Linked DNA regions of Sus scrofa: all the other regions are linked to region 3. Evidence: chromatin contacts called from public HiChIP or PLAC-seq data. All regions are on one chromosome and are shown on one strand. The core of a region is the stretch at or near the end of the contact, and the rest is flanking DNA. Distances in the headings are between cores, read along the strand shown. Region 1 holds the start of PPP2R2A (protein phosphatase 2 regulatory subunit Balpha). Region 2 holds the start of BNIP3L (BCL2/adenovirus E1B 19 kDa protein-interacting protein 3-like). Region 3 holds the start of KCTD9 (BTB/POZ domain-containing protein KCTD9).

The links. HiChIP or PLAC-seq counts read pairs in DNA pulled down with a chosen protein or histone mark.
Region 1: an H3K27ac HiChIP or PLAC-seq map of skeletal muscle shows a contact between it and region 3, with 3 times the contacts expected there. The contact joins the promoter of PPP2R2A here to the promoter of KCTD9 in region 3. A contact is called at or near these places in 1 of 5 promoter capture datasets (fetal liver), 1 of 47 Hi-C or Micro-C datasets (skeletal muscle) and 1 of 2 datasets of contacts at active chromatin or transcription factors (skeletal muscle).
Region 2: a contact with region 3 is called in an H3K27ac HiChIP or PLAC-seq map of alveolar macrophages. The contact joins the promoter of BNIP3L here to the promoter of KCTD9 in region 3. A contact is called at or near these places in 1 of 5 promoter capture datasets (fetal liver), 1 of 47 Hi-C or Micro-C datasets (embryonic fibroblasts) and 1 of 2 datasets of contacts at active chromatin or transcription factors (alveolar macrophages).

Annotation. Positions count from the first base shown.
Region 1 is chr14:10,193,965-10,196,664 of Sscrofa11.1, forward strand. It overlaps PPP2R2A (protein phosphatase 2 regulatory subunit Balpha), which reads left to right and starts at 1,424. Exons shown (of 10, transcript NM_001164020.1): 1 at 1,424-1,725. The coding sequence starts at 1,719.
Region 2 is chr14:10,317,358-10,320,057 of Sscrofa11.1, forward strand. BNIP3L (BCL2/adenovirus E1B 19 kDa protein-interacting protein 3-like) reads left to right here and starts at 1,331. Exons shown (of 6, transcript XM_001927592.4): 1 at 1,331-1,533. The coding sequence starts at 1,437.
Region 3 is chr14:9,516,276-9,518,975 of Sscrofa11.1, forward strand. KCTD9 (BTB/POZ domain-containing protein KCTD9) reads right to left here and starts at 1,411. Exons shown (of 12, transcript XM_003132815.6): 1 at 1,140-1,411. The coding sequence starts at 1,187. It overlaps CDCA2 (cell division cycle-associated protein 2), which reads left to right and starts at 1,488. Exons shown (of 18, transcript XM_003132816.4): 1 at 1,488-2,401.

The DNA.
Region 1 (2,700 bases), core at 174-2,673, 680 kb after region 3:
ATATTGTGGAGATATTGATATTTAAAGTATAATATTTAGTGACTACATTGTTAGTGCACCTTTATTTTGTTTCGTTTTGGTTTTTTGTCTTTTTTAGGGCCACACCCGCGGCATACGGAGGTTTCCAGGCTAGGGGTCTAATCGGAGCTACAGCTGCCGACCTACACTATAGCCACAGCAATGCCAGAACCGAGCTGCGCAAGCAGCATACACCACAGCTCACTGCAGGATCCTTAACCCACTGAGTGAGGCCAGGGGTGGAACCAGTGTATCCTCATGGGTTCTAGTCAGATTGGTTTCCTCTGAGCCGCGACGGGGAATTCCAGTTAGTGCATCTTTGAAGGAAGGTACACATCACCTCTTGGATGATGATATTTTTTTTCCCCCTTATACATCCCCCCCACTTCCCTACCCCCTGCTTTTTTGACCTGTCTAAGGCATGTGGAAATTCCTGGGTGGAGGATTGAAACTTCAGCCACAGCCGCGAATCCAGCCACTGCATTGACAATGTGGTATCCTTAAACCACTGAGCCCCAGGAGAACTCCAATTTTTTCCTGTTAATTCCTTTTAATTCCACTGAAGATGCTTTCAAAACAAATAACAATAACTGCAGCTAACATCGAAGTAAGTCATTTAATCCTTGAAACAATCCTAAAAGGTAGTAGGATTGTTCCCTTCATCTCCTGCGTGGAGTCAGCATTTGCCATCCTGGCTTCAGAGCCCAGCTCTTAACTACTGTTTCTATACTTTTGGCTGGACAGATCTGGGCCAGGCTGGACAGACCTGGGCCACTTTTTCCGGCATATTCTGCTGCTAGCAAACTCAGTTTCCTTTTTTGAAACCACTCTTAACTGCCTTCAGTTGCCAAGGGCTCTGGCCTCAGTTCCCGGGGCCTAAGAGAAGATAATTTAATTCACTCAGATGGCACCAGCCCAGTTACGTCCTTCTCAGATCCTCGAACTTTCACCTTGGCTGAGCAGCAAGTCTGCACCACCGTCCTTTATTTTATTGGCCTCGGGGCTGACCGACAGTGTTATTATTTTAAGTAGCAATACTGGTATTCTCTAAGCAGACACAGGACCCCATCGATCCCTACGGGCGAGCACATTAATCGCACCACTGCGCGGGCCCCAGAGTTTAGGCTCTGGAGCGTGGGTGTGGGCATCGATGTGCGGCAGGACCTCGGACTGGAACCGGCAGGGCGGGCACCGGGGATACTGCCATCAGGCCTAGCTTCGCGCGGGCCAGGGCCGCCGGGACGCAGAGGGCGGGGTGGAGCGGGAAGGGGCGTGGCCAGGAGCCCGCCGGGCCGCTCCCTGCCCCTCCCCCTCTGCTCTCGGCCCCAGCCCTCACCCCGCCCCGCCCCTCCGGCCCAGCCCGGCGGCTCCGCCCTCCTGGTGACGTCACTGGCCAGGCCAGCCGGCGCCATTTTGAAAGTGGAGTCGCCTGCCCTGCCGCTGCCGCCGCCGTCGCTGTCGTAGCTGCCGCCGCCGCTGCTGGAGAAAGAGCAAGAGTGGGGAAGCCCCAGAGTGAAATCCACCATCCTGCCGGCTGGTCTGCCCGCCCCTCCTTCCTTCTCCCCCGACCCCCGCCCCCTCCCCCACAGGTGCCATCCGCCGCCATCCGCCCTCTCTACCCCCCATCCCCAGGTGAGGGGGGTGAGTTCAGGAAGCGGAGACCCCAAGGAACCCAGCAGGGTCACCATTTGCAGCGCAACATGGCAGGTAAAGGAGAAATCACCCTCTCCACTGACAAGGCACCGCTTCCTTCCTCCTCCCTCCATCACCCCTAGCGACCGCCTGTGCTTCTCGCAGAGCCACGGGGCGCCCCTCGGATTTCAGGGTATTGGTCAAGTGGGGTGGGGTGGGGGTGGGGAGGGCTGTGGGAAGGCGAGTGGTCGCTGTGGTATCGAAATGGCTTTTAAAATGAGGGTTGGAGCCTGGGCATGGGTGGGGGTGGGGTGTGTGCCGGCGATCCGAGGGGTAAGGCGTGGGTGGGGCGGGGTGGGGGCGAGTGCCGATTTGTCCCTGCTGCTCGGGAGCCCGGTGTAACCTCCGCCCCCCCCAGGCGGGGGGGCTTTTTGCCGCTCTTCCTTCCTTTAATTCTTATTTTTCCCCTGGCTGCAAGCCTTCTTGGGTGTTTCTACAAATAAATATATTTTGCACTGAAAAGGAAGAGTGCTTTACAAGTTAAAATACAATGGGGACATATGTGTATTTCTTTCCACTGTGAGTACGTAGATTTTTGAGACTGTAAGCCTGAATTTTTTGTCTGGAACCATCTCCCTTTCGTTTCTTTTACCTTTACATCCAAAGACTGCAAGGCTTTTAATAAAGCAAGTTCCATGAAAAATGTAATTTAAACTTTGTTTTGCACGTTAGCTTTTGTGCAGATGTCCTTTTCCCAAAAGGGTTTCTTGGAGTTATTTAAAATAGTTGTGGAGTTCAGAGATATAAATAGCCAAGGGGAAGAGAGAATTAGGTAAAAGCTTGGGGGGGAAAGGATGCAGAGAGAAAACCAGATTGGAATATTTAGCAAGGAATGGAGGTGAAGGAAGAGAAAAAGGTAATTGCTTTGAGGATTATTTTTGCACATTTTGGTGTAGCTGTCTTCTTTCATCTAGTAGAATCAATTCTAGATTTATTCAGTTTCTTTCTTCATAGATCCAGGAATTTCCCCCTCTGTGCTTGGAAGGGAAA
Region 2 (2,700 bases), core at 81-2,580, 800 kb after region 3:
TATGATGGAAAAGAACATAAAAAAGAATGTACTTATATGTACAACCGAGTCACTTTTCTGACAGCAGAAACTGGCACAACGTTGTAAATCAACTATACTTTAATACAAACATTTTAAAAAACTTAGGATAGAATAAGGAGGGATATCAGCCTGAATGGTATACAACTTTGTAAATATGTCGATTATCTCCCCAAAGTTCATCTGAAGAGTAATTAGTCATGAAAAAATTTTTAAAGACAAAAAAGGAGGTCCTTTCTCTAATATTTATCTGATAGAGCTACTGTAGAGAAACCTGAAATGGACTCATTTAGAATTTGATAGAGGTGCCATTTTGGTGTGAAAAGGATGACTCAAAAATTAATATTGTTGGGTCAATTGGGAACAACTGAAGTTAAGCAATTCACAACACATAAAAATAAATTTCAGATGGATTAAGGGTATAAATACAAAAATTAAACCTATAAGAAAATTATAAAAATATATAGGGACTGGATTCAGTATCTTGCTGTGAGGGTGTTCCCAAGGCATATGAAAATAATAGATGTGATTGCCTGAAAATTTTAACTTCTGAGGAATGAAACAGGGTTAAAGGACAAGCGATAGGCTGAGATAAATGCCACACATAAATGAGACCAAGGAAACGACAAGTCATGGAGATACGAAGCAGGGCGAGTGTTCTGGAACATAGTTTACTGTCACTCACGTATAAGAAACATGGCTTCCCATGTTATGTCCTAGAAATTGTTAAGTGATGGAATGTGGATGATTGTTTTCTTCTCTATGTTTTCCTGAACTTTTCCATCTTTTTAAAACAAAGATTGCGTGGGGTCTGTAATGAAAAATTTTTGCATTATTTAACAACTAGAAAGTCTGGCCTGCCTTTATTGTTCCCTGCCTGGAGTGTCAATGTTCCACCAGCTTTATTTTAGGTTTACGACGGGGAGGCACCAGGGCTTCTTTTGCTTTCTTTGTGTCAGCACAATACCTATTACTGACTGAGTCCTTACAGATATTAAAAAAGAAATGCTCACAGATTGGATAAAACAATGTTGATACTGTAGGTGTGGGAGATTTGGGCGCCAGCGCCTGAGCGCCTTGCACTTCCTCATGACACACTTGTGCCCATCCTCTATCCTGGTTCCAGCCGCATACCTCACTCCATCCGGCCAATACAAATGACATGCAAGAATTCATTCCTGGCGCGGGCGTCACCGTGACTCGCGCGTCTCCAAGTCCGTGGCTCTCCTGGGCACGCCTGCGCCCCGCCCCGTCGCCAGTTGTGTTGTCATCACGTGGCTGGGGCGGGCCCTGACGTCAGGGGCGGGGGAGGGACTGCGCAGGCGCAGAAAAGGGGGCGGGGGACTCGGCTTGTTGTGTTGCTGCCGGAGAACCAGAGACGGTACTGCTGCGGTCGCAGCTCTTCCAGCCGCCTGACAATGTCTCACTTAGTAGAGCAGCCGCCTCCTCTGCACAACAACAACAACAACTGTGAGGAAGGTGAACAGTCTCTGCCCCCGCCAGCCGGCCTCAACAGTAAGTGCTGGCCCGGCGGGCTCGGTAAAGGGGATGGGGGAGGAGGAGCTGCTCGGGCCGCCGCCGCCAGCTCCGCGCTGGGGGCGGGAAAAGAAGGCAGCCCATTGGTCGAGGTCGAGGATGTGCGGGTGATTGACAGCTCCCATCACCCGTCAGGAGGAGTTGCTCTTATCTTCCTCCTGACCTCTCTCTTTTCCCTTCTGAGTTCTTGGGTGATGGGCTGTTGGGTTCGCCTTTGGGAAGGGTAGGTGGGTGGGAAGATCAGGGGGTCGAGCCGATCGCACCTGTGGTGAGCCCCTGAGTGCAGCCAATCGGGGCGTGGAGGGGCGGGCCTTGGGGCGCGGGGAGGGAGGGTGGGCGGAGCGGGCCGCCTAGGGGACGTGGGCAGGGATGGGGACGTGCGACGGGGACGCCGGGGGATGGACGCAGGCGCCGGTTTTAGGGGAGGGGGCGACCGAGGGACTGGCGGGTGGTCCAGTGTGCAGCGGAGCTTGGGCCAGGCCCGGTGACCACCCCTCACTGGGTCGGCCTTCCCTCCAGGGCTCGGAACGTGAGCCCTCTTGTTGCGTCCCTTTGTTAGCACAGACTGGTTAGGAAAATTATTTGGTAATTTAGTGGTTACTTGTATCACGTGAGGGGGGGTGAGGAAGCTATGATACTTTTTTTTTGAGAGGTTTCAGAGTTGCTCAAGTAATTTTTTTTTTTTTAAACGATGAGGTTATTTGCCCTGTAAACCTGATTATGAACAGCTCTTGAACCATCCAAGATCGCACAAATCACAGTGACTGGGGCAATGAATTTCGTACACCGGGGCAGTTGAAAGTTAAGGGCAGTATCGAATTACGACCAACTACAGTTGCTTTTCCTAACATCCTGGTGCTTAGACATCACGTCCTAAGGTTATTTCCAGTTGTCTTTAAAGCTGGCTGCAAGTCTTGGAAAGGTTCTTGCCTAACCTTCCTGTAATTCATCTCCTGGAAGAGGTGGTTGGGACAGTTAGCATATGGCCAGATGAAGTCGTTTAAAAATCATTTGGATGCTTAAATGACATTCAAAGGCACTTAAGTATCTTTCATCCTAGGGAGGTGTTTCAGCATGGCCTAAAAATTTTAGGGAAGCGAGTTCCTGTCCTCACAAGATGGGGATAGAATTTGAGTATTTTCAAGA
Region 3 (2,700 bases), core at 161-2,660:
TCATATGAGTATCAAACCTCTAAGACCAGAAGAACGCAAAACTGTAGCCAACAAACTAGGGTGTGGTTCAGATTTTTAGAGCACATTTACTCAAGCTTGAAGAGTAGTTGAAAAGCCCTTTATTTTTTTTTTCTTCACCTTGGCACAATGACAACATTTAAAAATTTATGTTCCCTAAATATGCAGGAAACAAAGCATTCTCGCAAATAAGACAGTGAGGGCAATCTACCTTCACCTCGGACGCTAAGGCTTAGTTATTTCTAAACGTCATTTAGCCACACCATAAATGTCTGCCTTGAACAGTCAAATTTTCCAAAGAAGCCGAGCAACTTTCATGGGTGGGGCAAGAGGCTGAGAAGGAACAGGATTCATTTTGGCTAGCTCCAGCGCTGCACAAATATTTAGCACCACACCCTCAACAAAGGCCTAACACAGCAAAGAGTAATGTCAAATCAACCCATTTTGGTCTATTGTCCCAGTCCTCTAAGGAAATGAAATTAGGTGGATTAATAAAGCGAGTACAGAAGTTTGGCGGCGGCGGAGCTGGGGTTCCTAAAAGAGGGGCGGGTTGGGGGGACCATCAGGAAAATGTCACTAATTTTCAATCCTTCTATTCGATCTGGGATTTACTTATCCACCGATAAAAAAGAGTTTAATTCTTTTCACCTGATTAATGTCCCATGCCTTAGTTGTTACCACCACTTTCTGGAGCAGACCATTACTCAGCACGAAGGTGGGAACCAGCGTTTTCGGGAGCCAGGGGTGGGGGGCAGCGGGGTATCGGGGGAGATGGGAAGAGGAATAGAAGTCTCCAGCGCTCAGGTGACAGCGGTCCTCTGTTCTCCAGGACCCCCACCTGGACTTAGGAACCATTAAGCACAAGCTGACCTGCGCTGGTCCCCATATCAGCTGGGGCGTCCAAGGGCAGACTCAGGCTAGGGATCCCCGAGGTTGAGAGGAGGCCGCGGGGACCCGACGCACACCTTCTCCAGGACACCCCCCAACCCCGGAGCACGCCCACCTCCCCGCTCCCAGCCCCTCTCCCCAACTTCAGCCCTCTGCCCTGCGAGCCCGCTCCGCACTCTGCTGCCCTCGCCCCCCGCAGACGGGCCCGCCTCGCCTCCTCCCGACCCCCTTACCTTTCCATTCTTGGGGCTGCCGTTAAGGAACAGGGTCACCCGCCTCATCGCGCTGCCCCCACTGGGTCCTGAGTGAGTCGCCACCCTCCCACCTGGCTCTCCTCCCACCTTTTTCTTCTCCCGCCCTTCCCCTCCCGCCACCCACTCGGACTCTCCTCCCTTCGCCACCTTCCTTCCCTTACAGACGCACACACACACAGGCACGCACTCTCCGTCCCACACCCCAAGGTTGGCCGGTCCTCCTTCCCACCCCGCCCCTGGGCTCCTCAGTCAGCCTGGGGCCCTTCCCCCACCTCTCCCAAACTGACTCTAAGCTTCGCCAATCATCCGGCCGCGCCGGCCAGAACTCAGCCAATCGTCGCGCTGCACTGGGCGGGCTCTTACTAACCCAACCCAGGTGGAAGGAGGGAACAGAGACTGCTGTCTAGCCTACGGAGAAGGGTTATCGGCCAATCAGAGCTGAACCAGGAGCCAAGCGGCGGCTCAAAGCGTTACTGAGCAGGCGCAAAGCCAAGACCAGGTAGAGCTCATCTGCATACAGAGGCGGAGGTTGATGGAAGGAGGCGGAGCGCTGAAAGCGAGCCACACCAGTCAGCGCCTTCCTATTGTAACCCCTCCCACTCTGTCAGCGCACACAGGAAACGGCTGCCGTCGAGACTGGCTGATTGGGTAAGAGCAGCCGACTGTTCTGTCAGGATTGGCCCAATGATTCTTTTCGAAGTTTGCAGCATCCAATCGGAAGAGCGGGAACTAAGCTACAAGCCATAACCGAAGGCTTCCTCCGCGAGACTCTCAAGAAAGTAGTCTCCACGGACGGAGGTCAATCGCTGGTTTCCCTGGTCACTGTGTCACTGCAGCTAGCGGTGATGTCCCTCCGAGCTCACGAAGCCACACCTGTTCCTGGGACGGCGAGGTGAAGACCTGGGAGCCTTCGGGGTGAGCGTGCACACGTGCGGATGGCGGCGGCGTAGAGATTCGCAGAGCAACGCCGGGACGACGAGGAGGCGGGGCTGGCGATTTGAATCGGGCGGCGGGCCGCGGCCGGGTGGAGGGGAGGGTTCAGGTTTACGCCGGCTCTGGGGATCCGAGCGTCGGCGGCGGGGGACGAGGTAGCCTCCTCGCTGCTGGTTTGGCGGCCGACAGTTGCTTTCTCGAGCGAACCCTTCAGGACCAAAGAGCCGAAGTCTAGAGCGCACGACACTCATCGGTGGAGCGCTCAAAATAAACCCGACCGGAGGAGAGCGGAGCTGCGGGCGCGAAAGGTAGGCGAGTGGCCTGGGTGGGATTTCAGGGACGGTGCTACCGCAGAGATGTTTTTTTTTGGCATGTTTCTCAGAGGTGTGTTCTTCTGGATCACCCCTTTGCTTTTTAAAGTGCAGATTTCCCGGGCCCAGCCAGATCTTCTGAATTAGAATTTTTGAGAATCTGCAAAGCTGCATTTCTAATAGGGTGCCCAGTTCAATTCTGATGTTCGCTAAGGTTTAAAAGCCTTGCTTTATAGTATGAGATCCGCTTTGTTTCCCACATTTCGCTTTAATTTAAGCTCCAAAAGTTGTCTCTT